Regions from separate parts of the Mus musculus genome. Here region 1 is linked to region 2. The links are chromatin contacts, called in public promoter capture Hi-C maps. All regions are on one chromosome and are shown on one strand. The core of a region is the stretch at or near the end of the contact, and the rest is flanking DNA. Distances in the headings are between cores, read along the strand shown.

Region 1 (4,665 bases), core at 531-3,030, 1.3 Mb before region 2:
TAACTTTATAATAAGTGGTTGCACAGGTCAAGGATCATTTGCTGACATGCGCAGATCCACAGAGACTCTGAGATGCTCCAACGGGCACATTCCTGGCTGAGGTAGGGCCGGGTTAGGCCGGGTCTTCCAGCTTTAGTTCTGGTTTAGGAATGAGTAAAGATTGGAGACAAAACCTGTTAGAGGCCATGTTTCTGGGCCAGCTGAGCCACCTCGGTTTGACCCTCATCTCTGGCACCTGTCAGCATAGCCTCAGGCATGCCTCTTAATACTTTTGATTTTTTTTTAATTTCCATTTTGAAAAATTACAATAATAGAATCTACCCATATGAATAGGCTTTTGAATTTAAGATCATAATCTGTGTAAGATTCCATGTGACTGTGTCTACACTTTTTGAAGCAGCCATGATTCTATGCCTTCTAACTTAGCGTTCGCAGTAACTTTACAAAGCACGCCAAGTATGCAGCTGTATGAACAAAAATAATCAGAATGCATAAAAGTTCACTGTTCTGTGTGGGAGGACTCAGGCACGTGTGTGGTGTGTGTAATTACATGTGCATATGGATTGCCAGGGCATAAAAAGAGAGCCTATATCCTCAGGCCTGAAGAACAAACTCAAGACAACAGCATAGTCCAGAGTCTCAACTCCAAATTACAGAGAAAGGTCCATTCAAAACTAAGGAAGATGGAGAGAGGTTCTTCCTGACCAAGACGAGGACAATGGTCACGGTGCAATTAATGCAGGAGTAACTTTACCTTTAGTCATGTGGGAGTTCGCACCCAGAGTGGACTGTGAGTTTTGAGGCTGGACAAGGCTCCACCAAGGCCTTGAAAGCCAGAAAGCAAAGATATCAGGGTTCTGAGCCAAGGACCTCTCCCCGCCTCCCTGCCCACCTCCCGGCTCAAGAGAGACATCTGCAGTCGAGAGGTCTTATGTCTGTCTTAGAAGCAGGATGAGGGGAGACAGACAGAATAAACAGCTCCAGAAAGGACAGTGCAGGAGACACTGGGGGTTGGGGGTGGGGTGGGTCAAAAAGTAGAAAGGGGAGAAGCTTGAGAAACTGTGGTAAGACTTGGCGGCACTGCCAGCAAGGTGCCCATTTTACTTAGGATGTTTCCTGGGGAGAAGCCATGGTGAAAACGCAAGTCCCCAAGGGTTTGTCTAACCCAGCACAAGGCTAAGAACTTCACATGTAAAATGCACAAAGTATTTTGTCATTTTATTTCCATTACTGGTCCTAGTCTGGATTTGTTATGTTTGTTGTTGTTTTTCTGTTTTTTTTTTTTAAATAAAATTGAGACTGTCCTGGAAAACTTCTGAGAGTGGAACAGTGGGCTACCCCTGCAGTTCTCAGACCCATCACTGTGATGGGGCTCAGGTCCTGCTTCCTGCTGTGAGGCTGGGACACTACAACAGGCCGAGCTATGATCCTGGGATAGAGGGAACTTCATAAACACGTTCCCCATGGCTTTGTTCAGCCTCTCTCTAGATTGCACAGTGGCTAAGAGTGCTGCCACACAGACACCTCTGTCTCTCCATACCTTAAGTGCCTCCCAATTTGAAGGCCTCGCCCTGGGCCTTCTTGCATAGACAGCTCCTCTAATAAAATCCTTTCATGTTTAATCCTGCCTTGGGAGTCACTTCTCAGATGACCTGGACCAACAAAAGAAGCAGCTTTCTTTTGCATGGTGAGAACAAAAACAACAGAGGCTGCCACCACTTGCTCCCTGCCACATGACCCTCTTCCCTTCCAAGACTCAAAGCCACGTGGATTTACGGCTGGAACAAATTACAAGTTACTGTATATTTCTGGCTATGTGCTTAGCTCAAACCCTTTGAAGCACACACGTAATAGAACTTGAATTTCCAAACAACCAAAAAACTGTCTAAAATAACAAGGGAGTCTAGGTAGGCCACGGTCTCCTTGCCTCTGTGTCATTCCCTTCCCCCACATTTCCAGCATTTTCTACTAGTTCTTTTTCTCCTTGTTTTTGCAAACAGAGCTCAAAGGTTTTTTCCTCACCCAAAAACCGTCCCCTGAATTCCCTGACAAAAGATTATTATTACCCAATATTACAGAACAAACGTCCTGGAGGGACACTTGCCAATTGTTTCTGTTTTCTACACGGTGATCAAGTGTCATCAATAATATACTCCTTTTCTGACTGCTCATCAATCATCCCCAATGAATCAGAAGTGTTGCCCTTAAGGCTGATCAATCATCATGCCAAAACCCCACCCGCAGCAGGAAAAGGAGACATTCTACCCATGGTCTCTCATCTTTCATCAGCAAGGCAGGCCCTTCCTGTAGTGCCCCCAGAAAGTCTACCTTTTCTCCCATTGGTCAGAAACAGTCATATGGCCATTGCAGCCAATCATGGCAAAGGGTAATAGGGTTTCACAATTGGTTTAATCAAATGATTCATTCCTTCGGAGGCGGTTTCTTTCAACATATTACATTTGCTCCCTCCTCCTTGCTCCCCGCCTTCCTTCTTAGCACTGACTCAGAGATTCCATCTTACCCTCCTTTCTCTGACCCACACTGTGCCGTTTCTGGGGGGCCAAGGTGGGGTTCATTCTTTCCATCACCCGCAACCAACCAGTGCAACAGATTCAGTAGAGGTTTTGCTAAGCAAATTACGGACCCTCTTGTTCATTGAATGCAAAATGCAGTACACATGGGGACCTTAACGACACTGAAAATACACATCTTAAGTCAAATATCAGACTAATCTTCCAGTGTTAACCTGAACGATTATGAGTTCTATTTCAATTCTCAAGAGCATGGAGATTAGGCTGAAGGAGTAGCTAACCGCAGTAGAAGGTTATGAACATCTGATAATGCCTGTGCTTAAAACTCTAGATGATAGTCAGGCCACCACCGTGGTCTCTATCTCCTATTTTGTCATCTCCTCCTATTCCTCCTCCTCTCCCTTTTCATGTTTTGGTTGGTTTGTTTGTTTGTTTGTTTGTTTGTTTGTTTGTTTGTTTGTTTTTGAGACAAGGTCTTTCTATTTAGACCAGAATTGCCTTAAACAGAATAGCCCTCTTGCCTCAGCCTCCCAAGTGCTGGGATTAACACACATGTTCCATGAGTTCTGGCTGCCCCACTGGTTTCCAGATAGAGATAGTGTCTCCCTTAGGGATACAGCTATTTAAATAATGACTAAGGAATGCATGGTGCACCAAGACAGGTTTCATCAGATAAAATGATCTTAGTTGTTAAATTGTAGTGGAAAACACAAACAACCATATGCAAAGAGTTCGATTTCACATGAGATCAGCAACATGCTAAAAAGCCTTTGCAATGTTTGGACTTGAGTTACTAACTAGATCTCTCTGAACTGGATTCTTTTCATTACACCTTCTTGGTTTTGATCTGCTTGTTTGGGGTGGGGGGTTGTTTTTGTTGGTATTATGTGTTCATGGTTTGGTTTGATTTGATTTGGTTTGGTTTGGTTTGGGGTTTTGTTTTGGTTTGGTTTGGTTTGTTGTTTTTGTTGTTGTTGTTGTTGTTGTTGTTGTTGTCTGGTTGGTTGGTTTTTTGGGTTTTTTGGGTTTTGTATTTTTGTTTTTGTTTTTGTTTTCCGAGAGAGGGTTTCTCTGTATAGCCCTGCCTGTTCTGGAACTCACTCTGTAGACCAGTCTGGCCTCAAACTCAGAAATCTGCCTGCCTCCGCCTCCCAAGTGCTGGGATTAAAGGTGTGCACCAGCACTGCCCAGCTTGGTATTATGTGTTCTTAGCCTTCTTTCCCCTTATTTAGGTCTTATTTAACTCTCCAAATGTTATGGTTTTGCTTCTGTAAAGAGACACCATGACCATGACAACTCTTATAGAGGAAAATATTTAACTGGGGCTGGCCTAAAGTTTCAGAGGTTTAGTCAATTATCATCATGGTGGCAACTATGGTAGCATGCAGGCTGACATGGTGCTGGGAAAAGAGCTGAGAGTTCTACATCTTGATTCACAGGCAGCAGGAGAGACTGTGTCACACTGGCTAGACTTAAGCTTATAAGACCTCAAAGCCCAACCCCAGTGACACACTTTCTTCAACAAGACCACACCTATTCTCCAACAAGGCCATACTTCCCAATAGTGGCACTCCCTATGGGCCAAGCATTCAAACACATGATTCTATGGAGCCATTCCCATTCAAACACCACAGATGGTAAGCATGAAAATATATCATTGCACAAACTCAAGTAGCAGTGGGGAAGGGAAAGACATAAAAATAAAAGGAGGGTTGGATTCCTGAGGGTATGGAGAGCCGGAGGACAGAAGCCAAGTACAAAAGAGAGGCACATATTTCTGTCATAATGAAGCCCACTATACAGTCAAAACAATTGAATTTAAAAACATTACCCTACAAACTAAACTGAAGTGTGCTTCCGCACCGGGTCCCGTTAGACTGCATAGGGGAAAAAATTAACTCAGTCCCTGCCCATCCAAACCTAAAGTAATTGTTGATGTAGTTTCAGGCTCCTGTGTAACTCTATAGATGTCTCTAGGTCAGTCATCCCTGTGCAAATCCTTCCAGACCTCAGATTTCCACGGGAGCATCGCTCCACTGCAAATGTGAGCCACAGAAATATTCCCATCTTCATTATGGAGGCAGAGCCTAACTGTGTAGTCCAGGCAAGTCCTACACTGGCTATCTCCACTGCT
Region 2 (4,448 bases), core at 372-2,871:
TTTTTGAGAGGAAACTAGGAAAGGGAATATGTATTTGATATGTAATTTGAAATGGAAATTTGAAATGTAAATAAAAAGTGTAAAAAATGGATATTTGAAATGTAAATAAAGTATCTAATTTAAAAAAAAAAAAAACCCTGAAAGACGGCTGTTCCTACCCACTATTTAAAATTATTTTACCAGCACAGGATTGCTGTAGCTTATTAAGAGATACTAGCCCTTTGCCACAGGCAACTGTTGAAAGCATGAATCCCAAGACCTTGGGGGTGCCAGTGTGGAAAGTGCACCCGAAGGAAGAACCCCGCCCCCACCTCCCACCCTTACCGGGAGAGACAAGAACAGAGTTTAGTTCTGAGCAAAAGGCTAATGGCCATTTTCACTGAGGACTGCGTTTAACTGGGACAAGTTAGAGTACACTTGCAAACAATTCAGGTAGGGGAGTTTCCACAGCACCCAGTGTTAGGGTGGTGTGGGGATGGCGATGAGGGAGGGAGAGGGATCCTTCTCAGAGGCCATATTTTGAGAGTTTGTTCGGCCCCTGCATCACTCACTCCCTCTTTGTCCCCCCACCCCCCAAGTAGTCTGAGAGGACTGTTCCCATAAAGAACCAAGAGAAAGTTGCACCAAGAGCGCTCCCCTGGTCTCTGCCTTAGGTGTGCTCACCTGTGCGCTTGCTAGAATGAAGCCCCAGCTGGAGATGGAATTGGGGCAGCAACTAATCATGCGAGCGATTATTTTATTATTTCTACTGTTGAAAAGGAGCAAGGAGGAGAGATCACCAGAGGTCCGTGGAGGAGCAGACCAGTTTCCCACCTGCTCCAAGCAAGAAGCTCTAACTCCCTAAATCCTTGACCCCGGGAACTCCCAACCTGCCCAGCTAGACCCTTATTGTGCCGGATCCCCAACTTATTCACTGCAGAGCTGCCGCGAGTGGGGAGTTTACCATCTCAAACCCCGCCTCAGAAGGCCAGCGGCCCCTCTGCCTTCCAGACGCACCCCGCCAAGCACGATGAGGCGGGGGAGTGTCTCTTGGGCTCACCCCTCCCCGCTCAGCTGGCCTCCTTTTCCTCCTTGCTCTGCAGGAGCTCGGTCATGAAGGAAATGTAGACGATGGCCAAGCGGAGGGTCTCGATCCTCGACAGTCTCTTCTCATAAGCGAAGGTGGGTACCTTTCTGCGCAGCTGGTCGAAGGCCTCGTTTAGGTTGAACATCCTCTTCCTCTCGCGAATGTTGGCGGCCTGGCGCTGGGCATAAGTAATAACTCTTTTTCTTTTGGGGCGGCCCAGCAAGGATGCTACTCTGCCGCGCCCCTCTCCCTCCTCTTCCTCCTCTTCTGGGTCCTCATATTCCACTTCGTCCCCCTCTACTTCCTGATATCTTTCATCAAACTGCGACAGTCTCCCAGGTCTTCCCTCTCTGTACCCCAGTGTTCGGTCCCCAAAAGGGACCCCAGGTGGGAACTCGCAGAGAAGAGGGTGTCTGGGAGAGGCCAGAGAGAGATCTGCTACGAAGTTCAGCACGGTAGCATCCAAGCAGCTCTCTGGATAGGCGGCCATCACTCAGCGTCTATCTCACCGATTTTCTTGCAGGAATGGCATAGCTGCCGATAGAGCTCCTTGGTGGCCTTGATTCCTGCAGCGTATCATCACCAAACTCGGGGAGACATTTATAACCAAACTGAAAAAGGATTCTTAGCAGGGAGACTGAAGGCTAGGGCAACGTCCCTCTTCTGTAAGCTGATAGAAGATGACAAGTTCAAGCATTCACAGAAGGCTCAAGGCGGCAGACTTTCAGGCTCTAAGGTATTTCCCCCCCTTGCTGCACCACCTCTGCAGGGCAGTTCCTTCTTGGCAGCAGGCCCCAGTTCTTACCTGCTGTGCTTTTTTGTCTCTGGTCTCATCCCAGTATCCATTCAATGTTCTTTTGGTTCCTTATTCCGTATAGGTCTTTAATTTCGATTTGGATTTTCAAAGCCAAAATCTTTCCACTGCGATGGCTTCTCCTTGGCTTCAGGATAGGAGTCCTGAATCTTGCCTCCATTTGCCAATGGATGTGAAATAAGGGCATGCGCTTTTAATGATGTCCAGAAGAGAGGCCCTTCCTGCCAGGGGTCGAGGGGAGCTGTTTGTCTGGTATCCCAGCACAGCGGCTGCTGAAAGGCAAGACCTTCCATTAGCTTAAGTAAGCATGGCTAGGGGGCCGATCACATTCCCCAGTGTCTCTGTTGGAACCGGTGTCTTTTCTCCTTCTAGGACATCGCAAACAACTCACTGCCTGGTTACAGACCCTGACTTCTGAAGTCGGCTTGAACACAATCAGACTGACAATTGAGATACTTGACTCTCCCTGGTCTTATCCTCCACTGTGGAGGGTTATATTTGAAGAAAAGAGTTATGGTGATAAAGAAATATAAAACGGAGATTCCAGACATTTACTGCATAAGCCCTTTACTGTGTAATTACCCCTTAGGGGACAAAGTATCACCGTCCTGTCCCTGTCTTCCCCGTTCCTGCCTCCCTCCCCCTACCCCCGACCCTGCAAGCCTCCTTTGAAAAATTCGATTTAGCTTTAATAAGAGAGAGAGAGTGAACAGCTCACTCTCTGTTAGGGAGTTAGCCTTCGAACTTTTAAATTGCCAATCAAGCATTTGTTCTTGAACAAAGAAAAATCCTGACACTTTGATCTGGCTGCTACCCTCACTCCTTTGTATACCAAAGTAAGGTTTTAGAAGGAAAACTATACCTTACTGAAATTTCAGGGAAATTTGGTGTCTATCCACAGAAATAGAAGAGATTCTAAACTTAATACACTAAGAAGTTTTTCTGATTTTTGTATGTCCCGAATGTCCACACACACTTTATTTTTTCCATCTTTTGGTTTACTAACAGCTAGTTTATTACTCGGTGTAAAGATCTGTTTTTTTTTTTTTTTTTTAAACCTCCTAGGAGGCAAACAACACGTTGAAAAATCCAGTTCCTAGGTAGGTCAGAAGAAATAGCAGAAAATATGTAAATGGATATTTTGTGATTTCAAGGAGACTCAGGAAAGATATCAGTTCCCTTTAAAGAGTAAGCTTAGTCGGTACATTGGACAGCTCCCAGAAGGCCCTACTTCTACACAGTTCTCCCTCTTCTTCATTTCCCAGTATTAATCAAAGCAAGGATTTCTAGTGTCCATAGCAGGGCAATTATAGACACCAGTAATATTTAAAGAAATATTTTGCAGTTTTCACAGGTAGGAAGTAAACAAATACCTAAAGAGATAACAATTTTAATGTTGGTTAAATGTTAGACAGTATATACATATACTCACTACATGTTACTCCATCAGTATTTCTAAGTTTTATGTCCTTATGTAACAGTTAAAATAAATTTTATTATTTTACAATGCAACATAATATTGGATTTTTTTTCATTTTAATCTTCAGATCCAAGCTCCTCTTCAATGTCTCTTTGATAGATTTCCCTCTACTTTTGTTTGAGTTTACTCTTAAGTTCCTTATTGATACTGGGATAACTATGATAAGAATTGTACATTTTTTTTCTGAGATATTACAGTGAGCAAAGGACTTTTGCTAGGATTGCCTACTTGGTTTATTTTTACTGTATAAAAGAACTATTGAAAAAGAAATAAAGAAGACAAAGTGTGTAGCCCACTTGGGAGAAAGCTTCTCTAGCATGGAGGGAGCCCCAAGATTGATTCCCAGCACCACATAACTTGAATTTGATGGTGCAAAGCTACAATCTTACCGCATGAAAGGTGGAGGCAGGAGGATTAAATGTTCAAGGTCATCCTCAGCTATACAGTGTGCTGGATGAAAGACAGTTATAACACCCAAGAGGAGGAGGGGGAGGAGGAGGAGGAGGAGGAAGAGGAGGAGGAAGAAGAAGAGGAGGGGGAGGAAGAGGAGGGGGAGGAAGAGGAGCAGAAAGAGGAAGGGGAGGCATGGAAATATCAACAATGGTTAAGAAACAAGAAAATGGGAGAAATAAGTTTTATATTGACAATTCAATTCCTAGGATCTCTGTTTTATTTAAATGTCTAAACACTTGTGTAAATTTTATGGTTGATCTTTTATTGTCTATGAGATTTCTTACACTAAACATATATGAGCCAATTAAGAATCAGTTCCACAGCAAAAACAGATTACACAGTGAAAGGAAACAAAATACAAAATTCAAATTAAATTTGATGAAACACAGATCCAAAGCCTTGAGGCACCTCTAAGGAGACTTTTTTTTTTTTTTTTTTTTTTGCACTAAAATTCTTTACTCAGGAGAATTAACATTTCAAAAATCATATAACATCCTGGGTTGAAACACTTGTATAAAAATACTAGAAATGTAGAAAGTCAAGTATTAATATATACTTATTTAAGACAACAGTTAAATTATTTTTATTTTATCAAAACAATCTCAAGCAAAACCCTTGGTTTGTGCTACAGTAAC

The links. Promoter capture Hi-C pulls out the DNA fragments that hold promoters and counts their contacts.
Region 1: a contact with region 2 is called in a promoter capture Hi-C map of frontonasal cranial neural crest, with 2.9 times the contacts expected there. The contact joins the enhancer-like site here to the promoter of Ferd3l in region 2. A contact is called at or near these places in 6 of 39 promoter capture datasets (cranial neural crest, frontonasal cranial neural crest, hematopoietic stem and progenitor cells and 3 more).

Annotation. Positions count from the first base shown.
Region 1 is chr12:35,197,401-35,202,065 of GRCm38.p6, reverse strand. No RefSeq gene overlaps it. Among named protein-coding and RNA genes, the nearest start is that of Mir680-3, 4.8 kb to the right of the region's middle. Within about 2 kb of position 1,780, at least 14 of the 459 cell types and tissues checked have an H3K27ac peak or open chromatin away from gene starts, as enhancers often do.
Region 2 is chr12:33,925,598-33,930,045 of GRCm38.p6, reverse strand. It overlaps Ferd3l (Fer3 like bHLH transcription factor), which reads right to left and starts at 1,621. Exons shown (of 1, transcript NM_033522.2): 1 at 736-1,621. The coding sequence starts at 1,556. The coding sequence ends at 1,050. The region is part of intron 1 of Gm40383 (a long non-coding RNA gene); the gene reads left to right.